Linked DNA regions of Mus musculus: region 1 is linked to region 2. The links are chromatin contacts, called in public HiChIP or PLAC-seq maps. All regions are on one chromosome and are shown on one strand. The core of a region is the stretch at or near the end of the contact, and the rest is flanking DNA. Distances in the headings are between cores, read along the strand shown. Region 1 has its middle 42 kb from the start of Gm36600. Region 2 overlaps Errfi1 (ERBB receptor feedback inhibitor 1).

The links. HiChIP or PLAC-seq counts read pairs in DNA pulled down with a chosen protein or histone mark.
Region 1: an HNF4G HiChIP or PLAC-seq map of pancreatic cancer cells shows a contact between it and region 2. The contact joins two enhancer-like sites. A contact is called at or near these places in 9 of 484 Hi-C or Micro-C datasets (bone marrow-derived macrophages, embryonic stem cells, epidermal suprabasal cells and 2 more) and 16 of 115 datasets of contacts at active chromatin or transcription factors (VIP interneurons, bone marrow-derived macrophages, differentiating embryonic stem cells and 7 more).

Annotation. Positions count from the first base shown.
Region 1 is chr4:150,744,162-150,749,954 of GRCm38.p6, forward strand. No RefSeq gene overlaps it. Among named protein-coding and RNA genes, the nearest start is that of Gm36600, 42 kb to the left of the region's middle. Within about 2 kb of position 2,085, at least 125 of the 459 cell types and tissues checked have an H3K27ac peak or open chromatin away from gene starts, as enhancers often do. A contact at or near this core is called in VIP interneurons, epidermal suprabasal cells, heart atrium and 1 more, where this site is marked.
Region 2 is chr4:150,868,198-150,874,011 of GRCm38.p6, forward strand. Errfi1 (ERBB receptor feedback inhibitor 1) reads left to right here. Exons shown (of 4, transcript NM_133753.2): 4 at 1-692. Among named protein-coding and RNA genes, the nearest start is that of Errfi1, 16 kb to the left of the region's middle. Within about 2 kb of position 2,849, at least 189 of the 459 cell types and tissues checked have an H3K27ac peak or open chromatin away from gene starts, as enhancers often do. A contact at or near this core is called in VIP interneurons, epidermal suprabasal cells, heart atrium and 1 more, where this site is marked.

The DNA.
Region 1 (5,793 bases), core at 835-3,334, 120 kb before region 2:
TTTTTTTTTGGGTAGGCCTGGATATCCTGGAACTCACTCTGTAGACCAGGCTGGCCTCGAACTCAGAAATTCGCCTGCCTCTGCCTCCCAAGTGCTGGGATTAAAGGCGTGCGCCACTATGCCCAGCTCTGAACACTAAATTTAATTGAGATCACAGTTGCCTCAAGCTGGGGAGGTGGCGGCAGAGGAAGGGACCCTATTTAAGGTGGGGGGGGGGAGGGTCAGAGATGACTCTAACTCTTGTTTCAAAGGTTGACTCCAAAGACAGTCCTTCATATCACTCTGTAATAACAAAATATATTCATATGATATGTGCACATATTTACATGTCATATTCATTATATTGTAAGTATCCAATAATGTATACATTCTAATTTTTAAAAGAATTTTATAGGGCTGGAGAGATATTCCACCACTTAAGAGCACTGGCCTCTCCTCCTCTCCTCTCCCCTCTCCTCTCTTCTCTTCTCTGAGCTCAATTCCCAGCATCCACATAGCAGCTCACAACTGTCTATAACTCCTGCTCCAGGGGATCCATCTGATCTCCTCTTCTGGCCTCCACAAAAGAGGCACCAGGCACACATGTGGCACAGGGATGTGTGTAGGCAAAGCACCCGTACACACCAAATAAAAATAAATCTTGAAAAAATTGTATGTATATGTGTCCGTGTGTGTGCACACATGATTGGGTGTATATGTGTCTGTGTGTGTGCACACATGATTGGGTGTATATGTGTCTGTGTGTGTGCACACATGATTGGGTGTATATGTGTCTGTGTGTGTGCACACATGATTGGGTGTATATGTGACTGTGTGTGTGCACACATGATTGGGTGTATATGTATCTGTGTGTGCACATATGATTGGGTGTATATGTATTTGTGTGTGCACACATGATTGGGTGTACATGTGCTCCTGACTGCGGAGCATCTCTCCACACCCAGTTGAAAGCAGGAGCTGGAGAGATGGCCAGCAGTTGAGAGCACTTACCATTCTTCCAGAGGACCTGGGTTCAGTTCCCAGCATGACTCAGCAGCTCTTAAGCATCTGTAACTCCTGACCTCTTCTGGGCTCCAATGACCCTGCACATAGGTGCTGTGCTTATGTGCAAGCAAAATACTCACACACATACACTACAAATAAATCCTAAATCAGTGTTTAAAGCAACATGGGGTAGGAGGAGCCTGGGCTACATAGGAAGACCTTTCAATGTGTCCCCTTAAGAGCAACTTCAGTTGACAAAATGAATTGTCACCTGGAAAAGATTAATTGTGTCTCATCCAAAGAATTCCTCCTTATGACACTCCATTGGCCCCTTGCTGCCGGTGGTCTAGGCCCATGTGTCAGTCACACAGGGCTCTGCAAGCCAGTACCTGCCAAAGGACTAGATTTGATTTTCCTCAGATGTCATGCGGAGAATCCATGACCCTGCTCACACAACCTCCCTCTGCCTCCCTGCCTCTGCCTGTTTCCGTGCCAGCATGTCCTCCTGGTGAGCCTAGAGGATGCTCATGGGCTCAACTCCAGCTTCAGCCTTCCAGAGCCCAACCTCAAGACCTGACAGCAGACAGCTTGGAGAGCAGCTGAGGAGCCAGGCTCTGCTGGGCTGAAAGCATCCTCTGTAGGCTGGGATCTCCTGACATACAACGGCCTCTTCTCCTACCTGGATACTTCCGATTAGCACAAAGGGATCCTGACCATCTCCTGTGTGGACCAGCTGGGTCCTCTGCAGTCTCTGAGCTCCAATCAGCCTTTCAGTCTCCCTAGGAAACAGGGTGCCAGAGAGCTGGTGACTGGCCACAGTGACTGTTTGAAGCTCACCCACCAAGGGGCTAACCTGCAGATGCCCCCTGACTAACCCTGTTTCCCTTGGGCAGGTCACAGACCCTGCAACAGAAGGAGCACATACCCACACCCCCCAACACACACACAATGACTACAATGTTGAGTCTAAACAGGATGAAACTTTGGCCTCTGTCACTATTTATTTTTTTATGTTTTTAATTAAATCTCTGGGGTCACTGACACCCTGGAGCCAGAGAAATGCAACCCTGAAGCTAGCTTGTTAATGATACACCATCTGTCTGTTCACACGGGGCGGTCACATGATCTTTGCTCTGCAGAACATCCTGTCTCACTGGCCTAAACCGGTTTGTGGGTGAAATGCTTGGGAGAAATGCCAGACACTCTCTCTCTCTCAATCTCCCTCTCTCTCAATCCTCTCTCTCTCTCTCTCTCCCCATCCTACAATGAGCAGTCAGGAAAAAAAAAGAAATCAGCTCTTAGTATCAACTCTGTTCCCTTTGTGCCAACCGTGGGTAGCACGACATCACCCTCTTTGCGCTGTAGGAGTCTAGTGGAGTCACCTGGCTTCTGGTGGCACCCTCGGAGAAGGGAAGAGATAAAAAGGCGGCACAGTGCAATCAAAGAGGAGACTTCAGTCAAAGAACACGCACAGTGTCCTCAGCATCCAACTAAGGCTCTGAGGGACCCTGGAACCCCAACCAGGGTAGAAGGGGACAGAGCCAGGAGCCCTCTGACTTTGACAATGAGAGGGCGTATGACTCATTTTTACCCATAATACTCTGATCATTGACTTGGGCCCGAGATTAGATAAAACCACTTAAGACTGTTTTCCCGATGGTGGTTTTTAGACCTGCAGCTTTTAGCTATTAAAAATGTCTCAGGAGCCGGGCCTGGTGGCGCATGCCTTTAATCCCAGCACTCGGGAGGCAGAGGCAGGAGGGTTTCTGAGTTCGAGGCCAGCCTGGTCTACAAAGTGAGTTCCAGGACAGCCAGGGCTATACAGAGAAACCATGTCTCGAAAAACAAAACAAAACAAAACAAACAAACAAACAAAAAAAACCAACAAAAAAAATGTCTCAGGAAGGAAAAGTCCACAAAGGTCCTGTAAGCGCCGGCCCTCCTGTGCCCACCATCATCCCCAGGGCAGTGGGAATCAACCTGAAGGACTTGACTCTTGGAGGACAGAAGATGAGCAGCTGTAAACTACGCTTTATGAACTCCCCTGGACTTGGGCACTCCAAAACCGCTGGGACACGTTAGATGATCGCATGCCTGCAGAACTACCCTCAGTTACCATGTCAGAGCAGGTGGCAAGCCACCACAACATGGGAGTTTGTCCTGGAGTACCCTCCTGGGCAGGTGACTGCAGCTGCAGAGGAGGTAGTGGGTAGGGAGCAAGAAGTTGTATCAGATAGGTGCCTAGCACCCAAGGTCTAACATGTGGAAATCTGGGTGATGAAGGCCCTGGCTGCTGACAAAAGCAGATAGTGCCCCCGCCCCCAACACATCTTGCATCTTTTCTTTTGACAGTAGTTGCTACCACCCTTCTCTGCAGGCAGATGTCACTTTCTGTGTCACTAGGGATGGGATGGTCTATTCTTTTGTTGTTATTATTGTTTTGTTTTGTTTCTTCTAGACAGGGTTTCTCTGTATAGCTCTGGCTGTCCTGGAACTCACTTTGTAGACCAGGCTGGCCTCGAACTTAGAAATCCACCTGCCTCTGTTTCCCAAGTGCTGGGATTAAAGGCATGCATCACCACTGCCCGGCTTGGTCTATTCTTTTTTCCTGATAATTCCACTTTTTCCTTAGAGGCCCTTGTGTGTGTGTGTGTGTGTGTGTGAGAGAGAGAGAGAGAGAGAGAGAGACAGAGACAGAGACAGAGACAGAGACAGAGACAGAGAGACAGAGAGAGAGAGACAGAGAGAGAGAGAGACAGAGAGACAGAGAGAAAGAGACAGAGAAACAGAGACACAGAGAGAGAGAGACAGGAAAAGGAGGCAGACAGATGGAAGGAGAGAGACAGAGACAGAGAGGAGAGAGACAGAGAGAGGAAAAGAAAAACAGATGGAAAGAGAGAGTGAAACACAGAGACAGAAAGACAGAGAAAATAGAGAGACAGAGACAGGAGAGAGAGACAAAGAGAGGAGAGACAGATGGGTAAGAGAGAGAGAGAGAGAGAGAGAGAGAGAGAGAGAGATCAATAGATAAATGTTCTTGCAGGAGCCTGGCCCTGGAGAACGAATGACTCATGCTCATTTATTTCACATCCTGGGCCTGTGGACTATTTCTCCAATCACCAAAGAGCCAATGGCCCAGGGCTTCTTATCACTCACTGATAGGAGTTCGCAGCCCATAAAACCCAGCTCTGCTCCACTCTGCAGGAAAACATCTGCACCTGGGCTTCTTGGCCCAGAAGAATGTGACTTAGTCACCTGTGGGTAAGTGTAGCCATTGTTCTGCCTCCCCTGTACAGGCCAGCCACCCCAGATCAATCACATGTGGTTGACAGCCGCAGGGGACCCTGGCTGGGATGTGCATTCCTCTGGTTTCTCGCCAGCCCCCCCTCCCCCCAGTAAAACATCGGTGATGGCCCTGAGCAAGCATGGGGCAAAGCTTATCTTCCTAAAGCCCAGGCTCACTCACTCCCCTCATCGGTGACAGTGATGGTGTGACCTACACTGAGGACGCGATGACAAGCTGCTGCTAAGAATTCCAGGCTGCCTTCCTCCAGTAGCACCTGGCTTTCAGGCACAAAAACACAGGGTGATGATGCTGTCACCGGATGTCAAAGGTGACTCTTGGATAAGACCATGAGTCACTTCCAGCCCTGGTCCTACTGGAGGGGCTGCTCAAAACAGCAGCTGTTGGCCCTCTCAGTCTGCGCTCGACATTTGGGTGGTTGAACGGAGTGGAAAGGCTTTGGTGCTGGACCATGTGAAAACTCATGACAGATCCTTTCATGCAAGAACTCAAAAAAAAGTGCTCAGGTTGAGCGAGCCTCCTGGGGAGGTGCTTTCTCTCAATGCCATTTTTTTTTAACGCCCTGAAGAAACAGAATGGCCTTTGCCGGTGGCATCTCAGCCGCCATGTCTAGGGGACAGCATGTCCTCAGCTCTCAGTTGGTCGGTCAGTCAGTCTGTCCATCTATCTGGCCCTCCCTTCCACCACTCTCACCCTCGACCTGTCCCACCTCACCCATCCTGCTGGACCTGGGTCAGCCCCACCTCCTATAATGCTTGCCCAGATGCTTCCCCCAGCTGAACTCCCACAGGACAGGCTAAATCAGGTCACCGACCCTACACAGCTTGTCCAACATGATCCAGAAGGTTCTGGTTGGCAGCATCGCCCAGACAGAGAGACACGCAGTCCCCACCCACAGCCTCGCAGTGTAGGGAAAGGGGACAGGATAAAGTGCAAGGCCCCTAGGGCCGTTGCCCAAAGAGATCTGTACAATTCCAACTCATCATTTACCCATCAAAGCAAGTCAAGTGGTCGCTCCTGCCTCAGAGGTGACCCTACAAGGAGTCCCGGGATCTAGGCTATTGCTCTGCCTTAGGGTGGGGACCACAGTCATCACACACTGTTACCTGGAGGGTTGGTCAGGTCAAAGGAAGGGGAGGCCTGAATCAAGCCTGACTTTCAGAGCGTGGCTGGCAGACTCAGTTCTCACGGGCACAAACAACTCTTTCTTTTATACCCAGGACACCCATACAGGATCATGGCCTGTGGCTTGCTGTGGCACTGGGCACAAAGATATCTAGTAAATACTGCTGAATAACAAGTCATTTCTCTAGCTCACGGGGGCCTTGTAATGTAAGTGCGCTGCTCTGGCTGCTAATGAGCTTTGCAAAGGCCAGGAAACTTGTGTTCTCAAGCTGGGCATGGTGGTGCGTGCCTATATAATCATAGGATTCTGGAGTTGGAGGCAGGAGGATTGGGAGTTCAAGACTAGCCTGGGCTACACGGGACCCTGTCACAAACAAACA
Region 2 (5,814 bases), core at 1,599-4,098:
TTCCTGCTTTTCCCATCCACTGAAACAGCCTGTTGTAGCAAGAGGCTTTCAAGAGTGCAGTGGAGTTGCGCTGGCCATCAGTGTTTGGGGTCTGAGTTTGATAGACTAGTGCAGCGATCAGCCATATGATTGAGAGCTACTTTGGGGATATATGGTACGTTGTTTTTGTTTTTTAGACTTAATAAAGGACAACACGAGCTGGTCTTGTGTTGCTGGTTCCTATTCAGTATTTCCTGGGGATTGTTTGCTTTTTAAGTGAAACACTTCTGACCAATAGCACAGAACGTCTTAATGCCAGAGGTCACTTCAGCATCTTCCTGCTTTGAAAACTCACGCTGGCTGCTTCACTGCCCTGAGATTCAGTGAGACACGCAGTTTGTGTTCAGTTTTTACATCCTCTGATTGTTTATCTTGTGCAGATAAACACAAAGAGAAGGTGCTTGCTAGCAGGGACACTGCTGCCATGTCCCAACAAGCTGTTCAGTTTAAACTGCTGAATGACATTATTTGAGCTATTTAAAGCTTACTTTAGTATGAACTAAATGAAGGTTAAAACATGCTTTAGAAAAATGCACTGATCTCCGCACTGTGTGTACAGTATTGGACAAAGGATTTATTCATTTTGTTGCATTATTTTGAATATTGTCTTTTCATTTTAATAAAGTTATATTACTTATTTATGACACCGTTAATAATGTGTCTTGTCTAAACTCTTATAGGATGTCTCAAGCAATTGATAATATTTTTAAAGCATGACAGAAGAGTGTTTGAGGTTAATACATGTTGAAACTTATTGCAGATTTCTAAATGACAATTTGAGCAACTTGACTTGGGTATTATAAAAATGTATGGGGGCTGAAGACTTGGCTCAGTTGTTAAAGTGCTTGCCTAGCATGCACAGAACCCTGGATTTGATTCCTAGGATCACATAACCTGGGCATGGTAGTACATGCCCATAAGCCCAGCACTTGGGAGGCAGAGGCTGGAGAATCAGGAGTTCAAGGTCATCTTTGGTTACACATGCATTCGGGGTTTTAGGCCACATGAATCCCTGTGAAAGAAAGAGGGGGGGTGGGGGAAGGAAAGGAAAGGAAAGGAAAGGAAAGGAAGAAAGGAGAGAAATTTTGTGGTAAAATCAAGCCTTTTGTTCTTACCTGCAACAACTAAGTAACCTTGGTCCCGTGCTTCTGTGGAAACCTTGAGGGTCAGGGCTGTGCAGTCCGTAGAAAGGAGCATTCACTGTACAGATTTCTTGGGCTTCAGGATTACTCTGGGCCCTTTGTGGCCTTTGCTGCTGTTTGTCTGGGACCTTACTCTCCACTGCCAGGCATCACAGAGGGCCCTGCACACTGCTGTCTGCTGGGCTGCTGTATCAGAGCTGGTGGCCCTGTGTGTCGGGTGTTAGATTTGGGAAGAAGAGAGTTTGTGGCGATGTGATTTGGAAGTGTTTAAAAGGTACTCGGTAGGCAACTGAAGGGCATCTGACCCCTGGAAATGATGGTCAGAGTTGGAGATAGCGATTTGGAAGGTGTGATAGCAGACGAAGGCAAGCCTGTGAGGCCAGGAAGCAGGAAGCAGCTGGGCACGTTCCAGAAGCTGAAGGCCACGGGCGAGTAGGCTGAGCAGTGGAAAAGGGCAGTGGGTGCAACTCAAAAGATCCTAAGTGGGAGAGGAACACGATGTGATTTGTTTTAGGAAAGATGACAGTAGCTGTTGTGTGGGGAACATTTCAGAGAAGTGAAATTAGCAGAAACACTAAAAGCTACAGGCCAGGGCCCAAAACTGGCACCAGAGTGAAGGGGGGGCGGGGGAGGGGATGGAGAGACACATGGCTTTCAGAGTTGTTAGGATGACAGGCTCCAGCCTGAAAGCAGTCTGCACCGCCCTTCTTCCAGAACGGCGGTGGCTCTTGCGAGCTGGAACCGCCTGTGTCCTTGTACTAGCACTGAGCATTGCCTGGTACAGGAAGCCATGGTACTTACATTAGTTCCAGCTTCATTTCCTTACCTGTTTCTGTGTTTTCCCTTGAACTTTTGCGATATACTTTTCATGGTTTTTTCTGGTCAAAGAACTGTCCTTGGCGCCCATGCTAATGGCACACTGCTAAAACACCCAGGAGCCACTTGCCCACCTATACCTCCCCAGCCGGCACACCAAGCAAGTTGAATTTTTTTTTTCCAACTTATATGTCTGGGAGTTTTGCCTGTGTATGTCTGTGCATTGCATGCATGCAGTACCTGGTGCCCACAGGCCCAAAGATGGCGTGGGATCATGGTTTCTGACAGCCATGAGCTGCTACATGGATGCTGGGAACTGAACTCTGGTTCTCAGGCAGAGCAGCCAGTATTCTTAACGACTAAGCCATCTTTACAGCCCTGTGTGATATCTTAGGTAATTATCAAAATGGGAAGTTGGTATCTGCACGATCCTTGTATAATGTTTTGTTTAGCTGCAAACTGATACTTGGTCATAAAAACTAGAAACTGATTTGGCCATTCTGTCAGGCATTTTGTAAAAAGCTAGTGGAACTTTTAAAAAGCTGTCGTGCAAAGCCATGCAGTGCTCATGGCACTTGATGAGATGGTCCTGATGCTGGCTGGCTCCAGAGTAGTCTCCGCTCTTGGCATAGCTGGAGGCTTGAGGTTCCATACCTGAAATGAGAAAAAGCCCAAAGACAAGAATGTACATTTTGAATTGAGCTCTAAAGCTCTGAGGTATTCTTGCCCTAATATAAGATTTCTTCAAACTAGAAATGGCTTGAGGACTTGTTTTCTTTGTAGTGTAGGTCATTTGACAGAATGTTCTGGCGCCTTTGCGCCCTTCGGTGTGAGTCATGCCATTCTTTTGAGGCTCTGAGGGGTGAAGGGGAAGAGAACAGAATTTGTCTACACTGTTGGCCTCACCTCTTGCTCCCTGTAACTACACAAACATGGTTCAGGCGTGCCTAGCGCTGCTTACTGTGAGGGTGTGAGCTTGCTCGCCTTCGTCTCACCTGTATGGATTCAACTTCAGGATACTTGTATCCGAGCCACGGGGAGTCTGCGGCTCCCGCACGTTTAAACAAGCTCCCCTTAGCTTTCAAGATGTCTACTTGGAATCTGAAGCAGCAAACATACTTGTGTATGTTTTTCTGTACCTGAGCTTACATCAGAGCAACCTTGTGACTCAGAAGTCACCGCCCCATGGCAGTAGTGGGGTTTTGGTAAGGAGTGGGGGGCTGGGGACAGATGGGAAGGAATGTACTTCAAGTACTAGTTGGCACCTGTCTTGGAGCTGCTGTCAGGCTAGAGGCTTAGCCAGCGTGCCTCTTGAATGCTGTCATCTCTCACCCTGTAAGTTCAGACACCCGGAACCCCAAGCACAAAAGCCTGTAGCAATTACCCACAGGGATCCGCGTATCTGCCCCCCCTCCCCCAAAATGGAGCTGCTTAGGAATGTGCACTGCATTCTCTTCACAGATCCAGGCAGCACCTTCATTCCTTAGTAAACATCTAAACCCAGGCCTCCCATGGGTTTCTTCACAGTCATGAGGGTTAGCCAGTGCCTTCCCTAGGGACAGCATGACTTGTCCGCTCCCCTCTTGTGAAAGGCAGAATGAGTCGTGTCATTCTGGCCTGCACCAAGCCTTCCTCTGGCCTAGCCATGGCACCGCCTCAGGCACAGCACACAGGAAGCTGTACTTTGTTATTCTGAATTCCTGGCTAGCCTCATGTTCTTGGATGAACCAGTGTCCTTGTACACAGTGTCTCTCCTCCCTCATTGATCAGGGTTCTTGGCTGAGCAGCTGACAGCTTCTGCAGCCGCCTGAGTAATGGAGCCCAGCTCTGTAGCAGGAGCACCCACGGTGGCCAGCACAGGACCAGACTTGCCTGTGTACTGCCTCAGCCCAGCCCAGAAGCCTCTAATTACACGTCTGCTGTGTGCAGGAGCCCAGGTGGCCTGGGCCCAAGCGGGGGTGGGGGGTGGGGTGGGGGAAGCACAGGTCTGCTGTCACTGAAGGACGGTGCAGAGGCCCCTAGAGCAGCAAGGTCCAGACACACATTCCAATTTCATCACACCCCTCTCTGAAACCACTGCCACACTATGTCATCTACCTACAGACCTGCCCATGTGCCCCAAGAAGAGTCAGAAACTGACCTGGCCCCGTAGGAAGCTAAGGGCGGTGTGTTTTCCTCCACACAATATGGCATTGTCTCAGGGGTGGCTCATGTGGCAGAGCTCTGGCCCATTTGACTTGCCTGCAGATGTCTCAGTGTGAACAGCTCACAGTTGTCGGGAACTTGCTGTCTGCCAAGCACCGGGCGCTCCAGATCCTGTGCAGTGGCCCTGGGACTGAAGAGACAGCCTTTCAAGGCAAGCACAAGGGGGTTGGGGGTAGGGGAGCGGTTCTGCTCATGAGGACCTGGGTTCTTCCTGTCGCCCTGGCCTGCACTGCTCCCAGCCAGTGCCAGCCAGCATACCATGAAAGTTGAGCTGCGGGCCACAGAGACAGCGTCAGCTGAACCTGTCAGGAAAACAAGACAGCAAACAGATCAGTTTGCGTTTTGTTTTTAAAGTCATTTTTTTTCCCTTCCCAACTTAGCTGATGATGAATCTGAGCGTTCTTTTTGCAAAAATCCACCAATTTTCAATAGTAGATTGCCATTTGTTGTTTAGCAACGAGACTGATAAGGATCTCAAACAGAAACAGATTTAGGGATGTCGGGATGGCGAGATGGGCAAGCCTTAGCAACCTGAGTTTGATTCCTGGAAGAAACTAAATGACACAAGTCAGTTGTCCTTGGACCTCCATATCAGCACATGCCCGTGCACACACATTATTTTAAACTACTTTATGTCACTAAAATGCTCGATACAAATTTTTTTTTTCCTCTATAACCTGAAGTATACTAGTCTGTGAGAAACTTTTTTGTTTTTTCTGAGACAAAACCAAACCAAAACAAAACAAACAAACAAACAAACAAACAAACACCTCTGCATAGCCCTGCCTTGGCTGTCATAGAACTCACTGTGTAGACTAGGTTGGTCTGGAACTTACAAAGATCCATCTATCTGCCTCTGCCTTCTGAGCCCTGGGATTAAAGAGGTACACCAGTATACCTGGCTTATGGAAAACTTCTATTCTTGTAATATTTGTTGTTATTTTGAGGTAGGGCCATACTCTAGCCCAGAAGAACCTAAATTTACTCTGTATTCATCCTGGGCTCAAACTTAGTGATGAACCCCCTACCACAGACACCCAGGATTACAGGCATGTGAGCTACCACACATGGAAATTTTTTTCCCCCTCGTAACTTGTATAGTTAAGGATTTGGCGTCTTTAGTGACGGGGGGGGGGGGGGGGGTGGGGGGGGGGTACACACAGTGCATCCAATGAATAGCCCTGCTAAAGACAAAAGGCGGTCCCTTGCCCACCCAGCACACACAATTCCATTCTTACGTCATATTATTCTTTCTAAATCACACATAAACACCACACCCTCAGGTACACATAAAACTGTGTGCTGTGCATACATCAATCTGTGCTGGGGCAGGGGTTGGGGGTGAGGTCCAAGCTGCCCGAGTCTCTCCTCTGAAGACCTATCTTCACTTCCTTCTAAGGCTAGAAATCCTCACATTAGGGGATCTTTTCCCACTAAACAAGAATCCCAACCACAACTAGGCACTCACCGTGCCTTCAGGGTGGTTTAGAGCAGCAACCTTGCAGGGTTCCTAGCCAGAAGCAGGAGATGCGGGATGGTGGAGATTGTACTCAGAGGGTCCTGCCCTCCTGCTAAATGTAGAAATCGAAAAGCAAGAAAAGCCTGTGATGGG